Regions from separate parts of the Mus musculus genome. Here all the other regions are linked to region 1. A link is a contact called in public Hi-C data. All regions are on one chromosome and are shown on one strand. Each heading gives the region's core, a stretch centred on a gene start, on an enhancer-like site or on the middle of the called end of the contact. The rest is flanking DNA. Distances are from core to core; before and after follow the strand shown. Region 1 has its middle 85 kb from the start of Gm36819. Region 2 has its middle 15 kb from the start of Lratd2. Region 3 has its middle 11 kb from the start of Gm23835. Region 4 has its middle 130 kb from the start of Gm23835.

Region 1 (2,937 bases), core at 231-2,730:
GGTCCATCCCAGACTTCTAGTCAAACTTGGCAGAGTCATCCACTTAAAGCTGGCTTTAGGGGCATAAAAAAATGCAAGAGTAAGGAAGTCTGGGATTCTCCCTTCCCATTTTCAGAGAGCCACTATGGCCAGGCAATGTGTGTCAATGCTAGAGTCTCTTAGAGAAGGTCTTAAGAGGGCAAACAACCTGAGAGTATTGCATAAAGGCAGGAAGATGAAGCCAGGGTTACTGTAGAGATCCCCTAAGATGCTGGATATGCTAGAGCCATGAGTCATTTGCCAAGGAAGAACTAGAAACAAGGATTGGAACTAGTCCAAGAGAGAGAGAGAGATGTAAGTGTGTTGCATGCAGCAAAACGCTCTAGATAGAGCCACTGACGGTCTTTGAAACTAAAGTCTCAGTCATGGGACACAGATCTACAAGATTGGGTGTTTCACCTGCTAGGCTTCAGTCTTACTTTGACCCAGCATTTCCTCACCATGCCCCCATTCCCTCCTTTCTAATGGGAACATATATTCTACACCCCTGGGTGACAGAAGTGGGTATTTTGCTTTCTGGTGTCACAGGAGTTGGACTACATATATTTTGCACTATGCTATGGCCATAAGCCTATGGGGACCAGAGATGGAATATGGTGGTCTGAATGAGAAATGATGTCCCATAGGCTCAGGTATCTGAACCACTGGTGGTCATGTTACAGCAAGGTTATGGGACATTTATGGCAAGAAGGCTTGCTGGAGCGAGGATGTCACCAGAGCGTGCCTTGAGATTTCAAAGCCTTGTTTGACTTCCAATTCACTCTTTATTTTCTGTGTGTGACTGAGAGACTGCGATACATCTCTCAGCTTCTTGCTCTGCCTTCCATGCCCCACTACCATTACGGACTTCTGGCCCTCTGGCTCTCTAGGCCAATATAAACTCTTCCTCAAGTTGCTCTTAGTTATAGTGTTTTATTACCACAGCAGGAAGTAACTAATCCATGCCCCCAAAGGGACCTGCCAGGCCTCCCCCCTTCTGCAGCTCTGTCCCGCATGCCTTGAGGCACATGAGCTGACTTCCTGAGTAATCTGGGATTATTGCAATGGAGCACTCTCTGTGTGCCTGGCTCTGCACAGAACCTCCCATTTGTATCTTGCCAGTTAGCCTCATTTAGCCCCTCAAGGAGATATTACTATTTCATTTTAAAGATACAGAAATTAAGCCTCAGAGGGGGCCACTGAGCCAACCCTCACACATCTTATAAAGTGCCAAAATTAAAACTCAGGTCTACACAACCCTAAAGTCTGTCCTCTAGTTAGGAAAAAAAAAAAAACTGACAATAGTCAGCGTATATCCTTTCAACTTGCAGGCCAACCAAAACACAGCTGGTTAAGGATGGGTTATCCTGATGTGACTCAGAAGCCATGTGGTACCACTCCTCACAGCCCAGAGGTGCCTGGTATAGCTGAGCACACAGCAAGTCTGTGGTGGCCACCAGCGCCACACTTGCCTGTAGAGGCACAGACAGCTGTGAAGGAGTTAACAGCTCTGGTGGAGAGTGTCTGGATGTGGGCCACCTCTTTTAAATACTAAGCCCCTGGTATCCTTGCTAATGCCATTCTCCCTGCTGCAGGTTTTACTCACAGGAGTAATGAATTAATTAGTGAATATGGGTGAGAAGCTCTTTGAAGTTGTAAAAAAAAAAGCCCACAGTACAGATGCTAAGGAAAGGAACCAAACAGACTAAATGAGATAGCCTGTGGGGGACAGTAGCTCTTGGTGATGGAGCCCACAGCTCTCTGAGGGCAAGTGCAGATAAAACAAAGAGAAAGCTCCTTGCAAGGGAGCCCAGCAGGGTCGAGAATCATGTCTTCAGTGTGTCTGCTATGACTTTTCTGTTGGTCTCTTCTGCTACAAGATTGTTGTATCATCTCAATTTCCATCCGGGGGCTCACAACAACCAAGGCCACATGTGGGGAAGATTTCTTACCACATCAATTATGGCAAAAGTGGTCACCAGGTAAAAGAAGAATTGGGAGGAAGAGAGAGAAAGACAGAGATGGAGAGACAGAGACAGACAGACAAACAGACAGACAAAGAGCAAGCAAGCATACCGTACTACCAGGAAGCTAGTCTTGTAATAACAGCATTAATCCAAATAGGAAGGCAGAATTCTGGTGGCTTCTTTAAGTCGTCCCTCTCAACACTGTTGCACTGGGAATTATGGTTCCAACATTTGCACTTGGAGGGGCACATTCAAATTATGGCAACAGTATATGGATACATTGTATGTAGTACACAATGTTAATTTTAAAAATGTGTTTTAAGACAGGCTTTCATCAGGCAACCCTGGCTGGTCTAGAACACATTGCACAGATCAGGCTGGTCCCAAACTCACAGAAATCCATCTGCCTCTTCCTCTTAAGTGCTGGGATCTTTAAAGGCCTCTGCCACCATGCCCAGCTTTAAAAACTTTACTGGCTTATGTAGTTCACATGGTATGTTTGCTAGATAGCACTGCTGGTTCTAAGCCAGGATCGACACCAGAGTGCCTTTCAGAGCAGTCACAGTCACTGTGTCAATCAAATCATCTTCAGAATTATGCAGAGTGGGTGCTGAAACCGTCTTATGGATGAGACCAAAGGAAATTGCTGTTGTTCTTGTTTGGGATCAGTGGTAGGGATGTGGTCTCAGTATATGGCATGGGATAGCCTGGAATTCATGAGGTAGCCCAAGCTAATCTCAGGGACAATCCTCCTATGTCAGCCTCCTAAACACTAGGATTCCAGGCTGAGCTACCACACCCTCCTAAAGAAATTGATATCTATGAGAAAAATGAAATACCGTACAGGCGGTGGCAATATTAAACAGTCATAATGGAGCCGGACGCTTCATCCTGACCCTGTATGTCTAGAGCTTATGTCCTCTCTGCTATATCTCCTTTGTGGTTTTGAAGA
Region 2 (2,937 bases), core at 275-2,774, 930 kb before region 1:
TATAAATTAACCTTTATTTTTATTTTATGTATAGTGTTGCCTGTACCCTGGACAACTCTCTGCCTGATCCTTTCTGCCTTTGGGGGTTGGGGCTATTGCAGACTCCTGGGAACAGGTGAGAAATGCTGCAGCAAGCTCATCTGAGCACTGCTGCAAGCTCATTTAATACCCTCCACCCACACTCCCATTGGTCCCAAGAAAGTATCTATTCTAAACAGCAGTTTCTGATTGGCTAACACTGTTTGCACCAGCAATTCTTGTTCTCTCAGGCAGTCCTCAATTAGGTCCTCCTGCAGAAGTTGCTTTTGCGGCTGCATGGCCCCCAGTGTTTATGTAGAGACGCCCCCTCCCCCCCCTGCCCCCGCCATTCCTGCTACAGTATATGAGTGCTTTGCCTGCGTGTGTGTCCATGGACACATGCATATAGTGTGTGAGTAGGCTGGAAGAGAGTCTTGGATCCCCTGACGGAGTTACAGACAGTTGTGAGCTACCATGTGGGTTCTGGAAATTGAATGAAAGTCTTGGTAAGAATTGACCCATCTCTCCAGTCCCTAAATTTTCCATTTTTTAAGTGTCATTCGAAGATTTTGCTAAGAAACTTAACATTAGAGCTCTAGATGTCTTCTTTCTGAAAACATTACCAGTGCCCGGAGTATGCTACAAATAATGAATACTAAGACAATAGAGGAATTGCTATTGTCCTGTCCCCTTACAAGTGGATACACTGTACACTGCATTCCACTGCAAACCACAAGAAACAGAATGTTTACTGTCCAGAGTCAGGTGCCCTACCGATGTGGTTCAAGGCTCAAGGGCATGCAAGGCATTCTCGAATATATTTTCATCCCATCTGGGTATCACATGGTTTCTCAAGACCAGCACAGTGCCTTTCAAAGGTCTTGCAAATGCTGGGGTCACGTCTACATCTGAGCTTTTCCATGCTGAGATGCACAAGAACTGTGTCTGCATCAAGGCAAGCCATCTCTACCTTTAACACTTGGGTCTCGGTGCAACCTCTTGATAAAGTCTGCAAGAAACAAGCTCCTGGGGATAATTTGTCAAGTCGGCCATTGAGCAACAGGGTGCAGAATCCTTCCTGCCTTCTCTAGATAGGGGCCAGCATCTCAGCATGAAATTTGTTTACCCTTATCTTAGCATGCAAGAACAAATTACCCAGCCTTGTTATAAATCCCATGGATGTGTCTGGGGATCTGTTTCTGTGCTAATCTCCCACAAACTCTGCTCAGTTAGCCGGTTCCCTTTCCTTTCAGACTTCCTCCCCTGGCTCCAGGCTCTTGAATGTTATTCACACCGGTGAACACCATTATTGCCTTCCTGAAACGAAACAATGCAATCCTAGAGAGGGCAGCTAGAGCCTCTGCTGCTAAGAACTCCTCCATGCAAAAGGTTTCCTGTCAAGATTTCACCTGCTGGGAAAACTTACTCAAGCAACTCCCTGCCTTGATAGCCTGGGAAACAGACCCAGAACCTTTCAGGGTCTTTAGTAAAGTCAGTTGGATTGGATGATGCCCCAGGGCAGAAAACTTGTGCAATTGTGATGTAAATAACCTTGATAGCCCTGGCTAGGCTCAAGCTGAGAAAGGGAGAGCCTATTAAGCTAACAAGTAATTGAGATCATCCAGGTGTAGAGATCTTTGGCCTGGGTGCCTAGGCCTCAGAGAACACAAACAAGCACAGCCAAGGAACAAAAGACTTTGGGAAAACCATTAACAAGGACACTTGCTATGGAGACTTGTGTGTGCCACTTAACAAGGACACCTGTGTGTGCCCTGCATGTACAGTGCTCACAGTTGTCTTTATGCCTCCAGGGTCACTGCTCAGGACATTCACCCAAGAACAGTGAGGGGGGTGCTGTTCATATCAGGGACTGAGCACAGAGACTTGCAGCGTGTTGGGGCAACCAAGTGGCTATCCAGAGGCTGTGCTTTAAGGTCTGCCTCCAGACACACACACACACACACACACACACACACAACACACATACACACACATACACCAGACATAAACACAAACATACCACACACACATACACATAAACACACGCAAACACACCACACGTACATCCATACACAAACACCACACACACACACATCCATACACAAACACACCACACACAAACACATATACACATCACATACAAACACACCATACATCCATACACAAATATACACATACCACACCCAAACACACACACCAAACACTTACAAACACAAATACACACCACACACAAATACACACACCCAAACACAAAACACACACACACACTGCATGGAGACCTTGTTAAAGTGAAACAGCTTAGCAGTTCTGAGTCATTTTGTAATTTTAAGAAGTTCCCAGGTAGGCCCATGTTGCTAGTTTTCAGGTCCATGAAGCAAGTCACTCAGCCTCTGTCCATCATCTGTCTGCAGAGTCTGGACAAAGTCCAGGAAGCCTGGCACTCAGTGTGTGACAACTCAAAGGACAGGTGTGCATGACACAACAGAGTCTTTAGCTCATCTCTCAATCATCAGCAACAATGCTTACAATTATGAGGAAACACACCCTACAAGAAATAAATCCACTTCACACCAGGGCTCCATCACCATTTTTTTTTGAGAACGTGCTCCGGCCCCTGTGCTGGTTGTAAGTATTAGGCCGAGGTCTGCAGCTATCCACTAAGACCTATAGATTTCTTCTTCGCCTTAGAGCAGGAAGGGCCAGATTCCTCACAAAACTCTGTAACTGCGGTTAAATTTTAATCCTCATAGATAGGTAGAATAGTGCCCTCAGGACACTGCAAGATACCTGATCATGGAGCAATAATGCAATTATTTTCATTTTACTCCCAGAACCCAGGCAGGCACATGAACTACCAGTTTAGAAAGATTGACGAAGGCTGTAACTAGGCGGTTTTCCTTAACTCCAGTTAAATAGAAA
Region 3 (2,937 bases), core at 274-2,773, 780 kb before region 1:
CACATAAAAGAGTGAAAAAACAGGATTCCTGTGTTGACTGTTTTGGTCATATAGGGAAGAGTCTACATTCTAACCAAGAATTTAATGTATCGTGTCTAGTTCCCCTTTACGGAGAGCACATTTCAAAAATTCAAAGTTCCATCTGTTATGTGTCAACATTGTATACCGTACACTGTGTGTTTTATCAAAGGCAGCTTTGCCATGGTGTGGGCAGAGTTATATTTTTGGAATGTGTTTGTAACCCAGAGCAGCAGAAAAAGAACTCAGCCCTCTAGGCCCAATCCCAGTGCTGCCTGTATTTGTGTTCCTCTAGCAACTGATGTTTCTGATTGATTTGTTTGACTAGAGGATGGGGTGAGGGTTGACAGGTAAGGGCAGCTGAATAAACACGGTGAAGGACCTTTTGCACATCAGATCAATTTCCTGAGATGAATGCAAAGTTCTGACGCTCACTGCAGCAGCTGGACTAACCCTGACACCTCCAGAGTTGTTCATTTGAGGGCTGGTGTGCTAGGGCAGCAGCCCAGGCCTGGATCCTCCTGTCTATCCATATTCACCTGTTTCCAGAGTCGCCCTCTGCTGGCCATTTGTCAAGTTCTTGTAGCCTTGTTCCTAATTGTTTGGCTTCCAGACCAGGCTAGAAAACACAAAGGGAGACACAAATTGTCTACCGTGTGCTGTTCTTCTCAGTGTCTTGTCCTAAACAATGTGTCCAAGATCAGTGCCCCAAGGGCTGAGGACCAAACATGTTGCCAGGAGATGACACAAAGGAAAGGATTCTCACCTGATTCCCACCTTTCCTCAATTGCTTTCTGGATTGGGCAGGGCTGGTCCTGAGATTGCTGCTATGAGGATCAAATTGCTGCTTCTAAAGTGCCCCAGACTTTCCTTACACTGGAGACCATGACATGGGTCTTGAAAGAGCTCCTGTCCCAGTGGGTGTGGGGGAGGGAATCACTGAATGACTTCCTTCTGATGAACAGGTTTAGTACAAAAGGAGATCTATTGAGACGGCTATGAGAATAGCCATCACAGACATTTGGCGTACCAAGCTGATTTCTGTGGAGTAGAGAAAGGGTCACTGTGCATTGAGAGTCCAAGATCAAAAGCAGTGCTGATTGACACGAAGCACAGGCGATGGATCAGCATGGATGAGGACAATTCAGCTGAAGCTTAGTTTGGAAAGATCAAAAAGATTCTACAAAGAGGATAGTGGACCAGGCCCATAGAAACACTTTACTTAGAGAGGGCTGGGGAGAAGAGCTGGCTTTGGCTAAATTAAGGCTGAAGCTAGGTCTGGGCATACTGGTTTGGAGCCAAATTGGCTAACCTTCTCTGACTTATTAGTATTCTTATCAGTGAACTGTATCAACCAGTCTGCAGTGGACGTGCACTAATTGACAAGTTATGCAGAACCAGTATGAGAGTGACAGGATGTGGCAGGGAGAAGATTGGGCAGGCCAGACACTAGGTTTCTTTCTCTTGCTCTTTTGAAACAGCTCCCGTTAGAGGAGCTGGATCTGATGACAGGCTTCTACCACAGCTACTGGGGGAGGAATGAGGTCTCTGTCTGTCTTCCTGCTTATAGATGAGGAGGGTATTTTTGTGATTATTCACAAAAAACACAAGCCAGCTATCACCATATTTGGAAGTCACACTGAAGCAGGCCTATTTTGTAGTTTCACCTCATGTACCCTGAGCTTGACAGAGAAATTTAGAGCTGAATTTTAAGAGTTATTTTAGGAATGAGACTCCAGCTTCTGTCTTTTCTGGTTGCAATCTCATCTGCTTTATCCCCCAAATATTTTTATTGGAGAAAGTGCAGTCTGAGAATTTCCTGGCCCCAAAGGGAATAGATATGATAACATGAAACTGTGTTTTATTTTTTAGTTTTTTTTTTTTTTTAAACATTTCTGAGGAGATAGTTCAAAGCCACTAGCTGGTGTCTACAGTGGACTCACAGCATTGCTGCATTCCTGAAATTCTCTAAGAAGCCACCACTTTAAATCCTCCACCAGCAACCACCATGTTCCTATTGGAGCCGACTCTAGGCCCAAACAAGAGAATCACTTCTAGGGATTAAAAGAACCCCAATTAAGTTTGCATTAGTGAAAGCAATTTAACTTGAGGTCATGTTAAATCAGGCCACTACTGCTAAATGAGCGCAATGGAATTTGCTTTGGTGGCTCCTCAGAGCAGAGCTTGGAGTGGGAGCTGAGGGAGTGGGGGATGGGTAGAGCAGGGAGAGCTGAGAAGTCTTTCCCGTGCTTCAGAACACTGGAGGGTTTTTAACAATTTATTTATTTGTTCACTTTCCATTCCTATCAAGGCCTCCCTGTTGTTTCTTTCCTCCCAATCCCACCCTTACAAGCCCCTCCACCATTACCCTCTCCCCTTTTCCTCAGAGAAGGGGAAGCCCCCTTGGGTACCACCCAACTCTGGCACATCCAGTCATAGTAGGACTAAGCACATCCTCTCCCACTAGGGCCCAACCAGACAGTCCAGTTAGGGGAAAGGGATCCAATGGCAGGCAACAGAGTCAGAGACAGCCTCCACTCCAATTATTAGGTGACCCACATGAAGACCAAGCTGAATATCTGCTACAAACGTGTGTGTTGGGGTGGGGGGAGGGTAGGTACAACCCCTGTATGCTCTTTGATTGTTAGATTAGTCTCTGTGAGCCCACGTGAGCCCAGGTTAGTTGACTTTGTAGGTCTTCTTGCGGTGTCCTTCACTCCTCTGTTTCACTCAAGTCTATTCCCCACTCTTCCACAAGACTCACCGAGCTCTGCCTCATGTTTGGGTATAAGTCTCCTCTTCTGTTTGAATCCCTTGCTGGATGATACCTCTCAGGAGACCATTATGCTAGGTTCCTGTCTGTAAGCATAGTAGAGTATCATTAATAGTATCAGGGATTAGTTCTTTTACATGGGGTAT
Region 4 (2,937 bases), core at 271-2,770, 670 kb before region 1:
GGTAGCTGGACAGGTGATTGTGTGGCAGGGAAGGGATGCTCAGAGTGTCAGACTTGGCTACGGGACTGTCTGAGAAATCCCACTAAAGGAAATAACTTTTAAGTTGAACCACAGACGTGATAGGTGCCATTAAAGCAGCTGGTCAAGTAGACAGTACTGGCAGCAGCCCGACTTCAGCTTCAAAGCCCAGTGGGAAATGCCTGTGTTCCCCCCATCTCTTCAAGAGAGATGACTCATCTATTTGGGTCTGGAAGCACTGTTGAGTTCTGTTATAATATTTATTACCATTTTCCTTACATTATACATTCCTGGTAAGTGTGATCATTGACATCATGGTCAATATTTAAATTGAAAATTGCCAAGCCTTGTGAAAGACTCTTAGGCAGGGTTGCTTATCTCAGAAAGGCAGCTTAAAGGCTATGGGTGCACTTTTATTCCCTCCCAGGAAAGCAGCTCAACAAGAGCCATAAATATTTCCTTAGAAGGTAGGTATTTTTAGCGTATGGCATTAGAACGGGACACAGCATATATGCCAAGGTTTGGGCATTAATTGGAGTGGAAGACCTGTCTACAGATTATTCATTATATTCATCTAAGGATTTTTATTGAGCACCCACTATGTTCTGATTACCAATATTCAGTAGTGCCTTAGAGACACTTTTGCATCCAGCCTGTGGTGGCGGTGAATGCCACTGAAAGATCCATCTAGTTCTAAACCATGATGGGTCTAAGAAGGAATCTGACAAAAGGATTGACCAGGGTGAGTTGAGAAGCAGGAAGAAACATCAGAAGTGAGGGCTCTGATAAATGCATGTATTTATTTGCTGAATGAAAAAAAAAAACAAAAGAGAGCAGAGAGGAGAACACACCAGTGTGAATTAAAAAGACTTAAAGGGTCAGTGTGTTTCTGTGCAAGAGAGTGGGTGTGTGTGTGGTATGAGGCAAAACTGAGAAGGTGGGATTGATGATATACAGAATCCTTTAAGCTCTATTGAGAATTTCTTATGATTAATATGAGGAACAGTGGGGATACATTGGATACCTTTAAGTAGAAAGCGACACAATTGGATTTGGAATTTGATGCATCACTGTGACCACATTGTGTGAAGAAACAAAATATGTACTAGTAACAGAGCCCAGAAACTTGCCAAAGACTGTAATAGGTGTCAGAGACCAAAGCGTGGAACAGTGGCTTAATTAGCTGTGAGTCACTCTGTGTGATCCGAGAAGTAATAGACTCAAAGCCTTTCAACTGAGAAAGTATCTGAGTCTTGGTAGGAGTAGAAATTAAAAGCAAATAGAAGAACTATTTAGCGTGGATTCACTTTTCTCTATTATACTCAGTGAGAGAACCGAAGCACCTATCTTACAAGGAGGACATGAAAAAAAGAAATGGACTCAGATCTCACCCTGTGGTTTTAATATCCATCTGCTAAATCCTCAGGGGACCTCCAGTGGTGTGCCTATTAACAGTGTTCTCAACACAAGCATTGACTGTGGAATTCAGGATTCACTTCATGTAACTGTAGCCCAGGATAGCACAATCACCAAGCTCAAAGACTGCTCCAATGCCTCAAACCACATTAACAGACAAACCATGACAACAGCTGGAAGCTTGTCACTTAAAAGAGTCCATTAGAGGGAAACACAGAAGACCTCTGAGGGGGGGAAGCCAGAGGAATGTGTTTCTTCTGACTTCACGTCAGAGATACAGCAGGGGAGCCTAAAGATTGCACTCGTCAAATGATTGTGGCTGAACTCGTCAGGAAGCAAGACCATGGCCTCAAAAAATCAGATGCAAGGGTGTCCAAAAAAGGGTAATAGAAAAAGACCTTGAAAATGGCCTGGGGAGCAGGCAGGGATGAATGGCCAGGCTCCATTTGTGGCCCAGCTGGGAGCAGAGATAGGATCTCAGTCATCCTATCCTGATCTCATGCTCCATTTCAGTTCATTTAAATTAACATCAAATTGAAAACCGTGGGGCATCCAAGGGAAACCAACACTGCTAATGTATCTATGGCTTCTTTTTTTTTTTTTTTTTTTTTTTTTTGACCCTAGGAAAGCAGAGTGAGGGCTCACAGGTGACATAAGAGGCAAACTGCCTGTATCTTATGGGCATACTCACATTATATAGTGAGCGGTATGAGAGTTAAGAATAATGAATACATGGCATTAAACATGCATCAGTAGATGTTAAAATACAAAAGCATGTATGTTTTTATATAAATTTCAATGGCAATTCATAGAATATATGCATAGTTTATATATATATATGTGTGTGTGTGTGTGTGTTTGTGTGTGTGTGTGTGTGTGTGTGTAGATATAGATAGATAATAGATACTACATGTGTGTATATGTGTGTATGTACACAAATACATATATGAGCATGCATGTGCAAAACTATGCTAAGATGAAAACACATGATCTGCAATTAGTAGGCTTAGGGTCATTTTAAATGAGGATGGTTTGGACTTAAGAGACACCAGGGACAGAGATGGCTTCAGGCCTTGACTTACATGTACACATGCAATCATGTACACACACATACATACACACACTCACACATACACACACACACACACACACACACACTGAACCACTGTTCAGAGTTCTGCTATATTATTTTTAAATAAAACTTGCATTTTAGAAACTGTATATCAGGATTGCTACAGATATTCAAAGTGATTTCCAGAAAAGATGATATCTGATACTATATTGAAAGTAGGTGAAGGAAACCAAAGAGAAAAGTGTATCAAAAACCAAAATGGCTGTGGAGTGCTGAGCAATTGTGGCTGCTTCTGGGTATGCCTAGAAGTTCAGGAAAAGGAAAGCATAGGTCAAAGCTTGAGTACTCTTGTCTATAAGGCTAAGAAAAGTAGCTTTAGTCCCTAATGAAAGGGTAGTGTTGAAAGATTTTATACTAGGTAATCAGTGGCA

What was found. Hi-C and Micro-C count contacts between places; a contact is called where the count stands out from the background.
Region 2: a contact with region 1 is called in a Hi-C map of the N1E-115 cell line, with 7 times the contacts expected there. The contact joins two enhancer-like sites. A contact is called at or near these places in 10 of 484 Hi-C or Micro-C datasets (the AML12 cell line, CD4 T cells, the N1E-115 cell line and 6 more).
Region 3: a Hi-C map of the N1E-115 cell line shows a contact between it and region 1, with 12 times the contacts expected there. The contact joins two enhancer-like sites. A contact is called at or near these places in 3 of 39 promoter capture datasets (cranial neural crest, hippocampal neurons and pre-B cells) and 5 of 484 Hi-C or Micro-C datasets (CD4 T cells, the N1E-115 cell line, cerebral cortex and 2 more).
Region 4: a contact with region 1 is called in a Hi-C map of the N1E-115 cell line, with 4 times the contacts expected there. The contact joins two enhancer-like sites.

What each region holds. Positions count from the first base shown.
Region 1 is chr15:59,907,009-59,909,945 of GRCm38.p6, reverse strand. No RefSeq gene overlaps it. Among named protein-coding and RNA genes, the nearest start is that of Gm36819, 85 kb to the right of the region's middle. Within about 2 kb of position 1,480, at least 4 of the 459 cell types and tissues checked have an H3K27ac peak or open chromatin away from gene starts, as enhancers often do. A contact at or near this core is called in the N1E-115 cell line, where this site is marked.
Region 2 is chr15:60,838,613-60,841,549 of GRCm38.p6, reverse strand. No RefSeq gene overlaps it. Among named protein-coding and RNA genes, the nearest start is that of Lratd2, 15 kb to the right of the region's middle. Within about 2 kb of position 1,524, at least 24 of the 459 cell types and tissues checked have an H3K27ac peak or open chromatin away from gene starts, as enhancers often do. A contact at or near this core is called in the N1E-115 cell line, where this site is marked.
Region 3 is chr15:60,691,562-60,694,498 of GRCm38.p6, reverse strand. No RefSeq gene overlaps it. Among named protein-coding and RNA genes, the nearest start is that of Gm23835, 11 kb to the left of the region's middle. Within about 2 kb of position 1,523, at least 42 of the 459 cell types and tissues checked have an H3K27ac peak or open chromatin away from gene starts, as enhancers often do. A contact at or near this core is called in the N1E-115 cell line, where this site is marked.
Region 4 is chr15:60,575,519-60,578,455 of GRCm38.p6, reverse strand. No RefSeq gene overlaps it. Among named protein-coding and RNA genes, the nearest start is that of Gm23835, 130 kb to the left of the region's middle. Within about 2 kb of position 1,520, at least 4 of the 459 cell types and tissues checked have an H3K27ac peak or open chromatin away from gene starts, as enhancers often do. A contact at or near this core is called in the N1E-115 cell line, where this site is marked.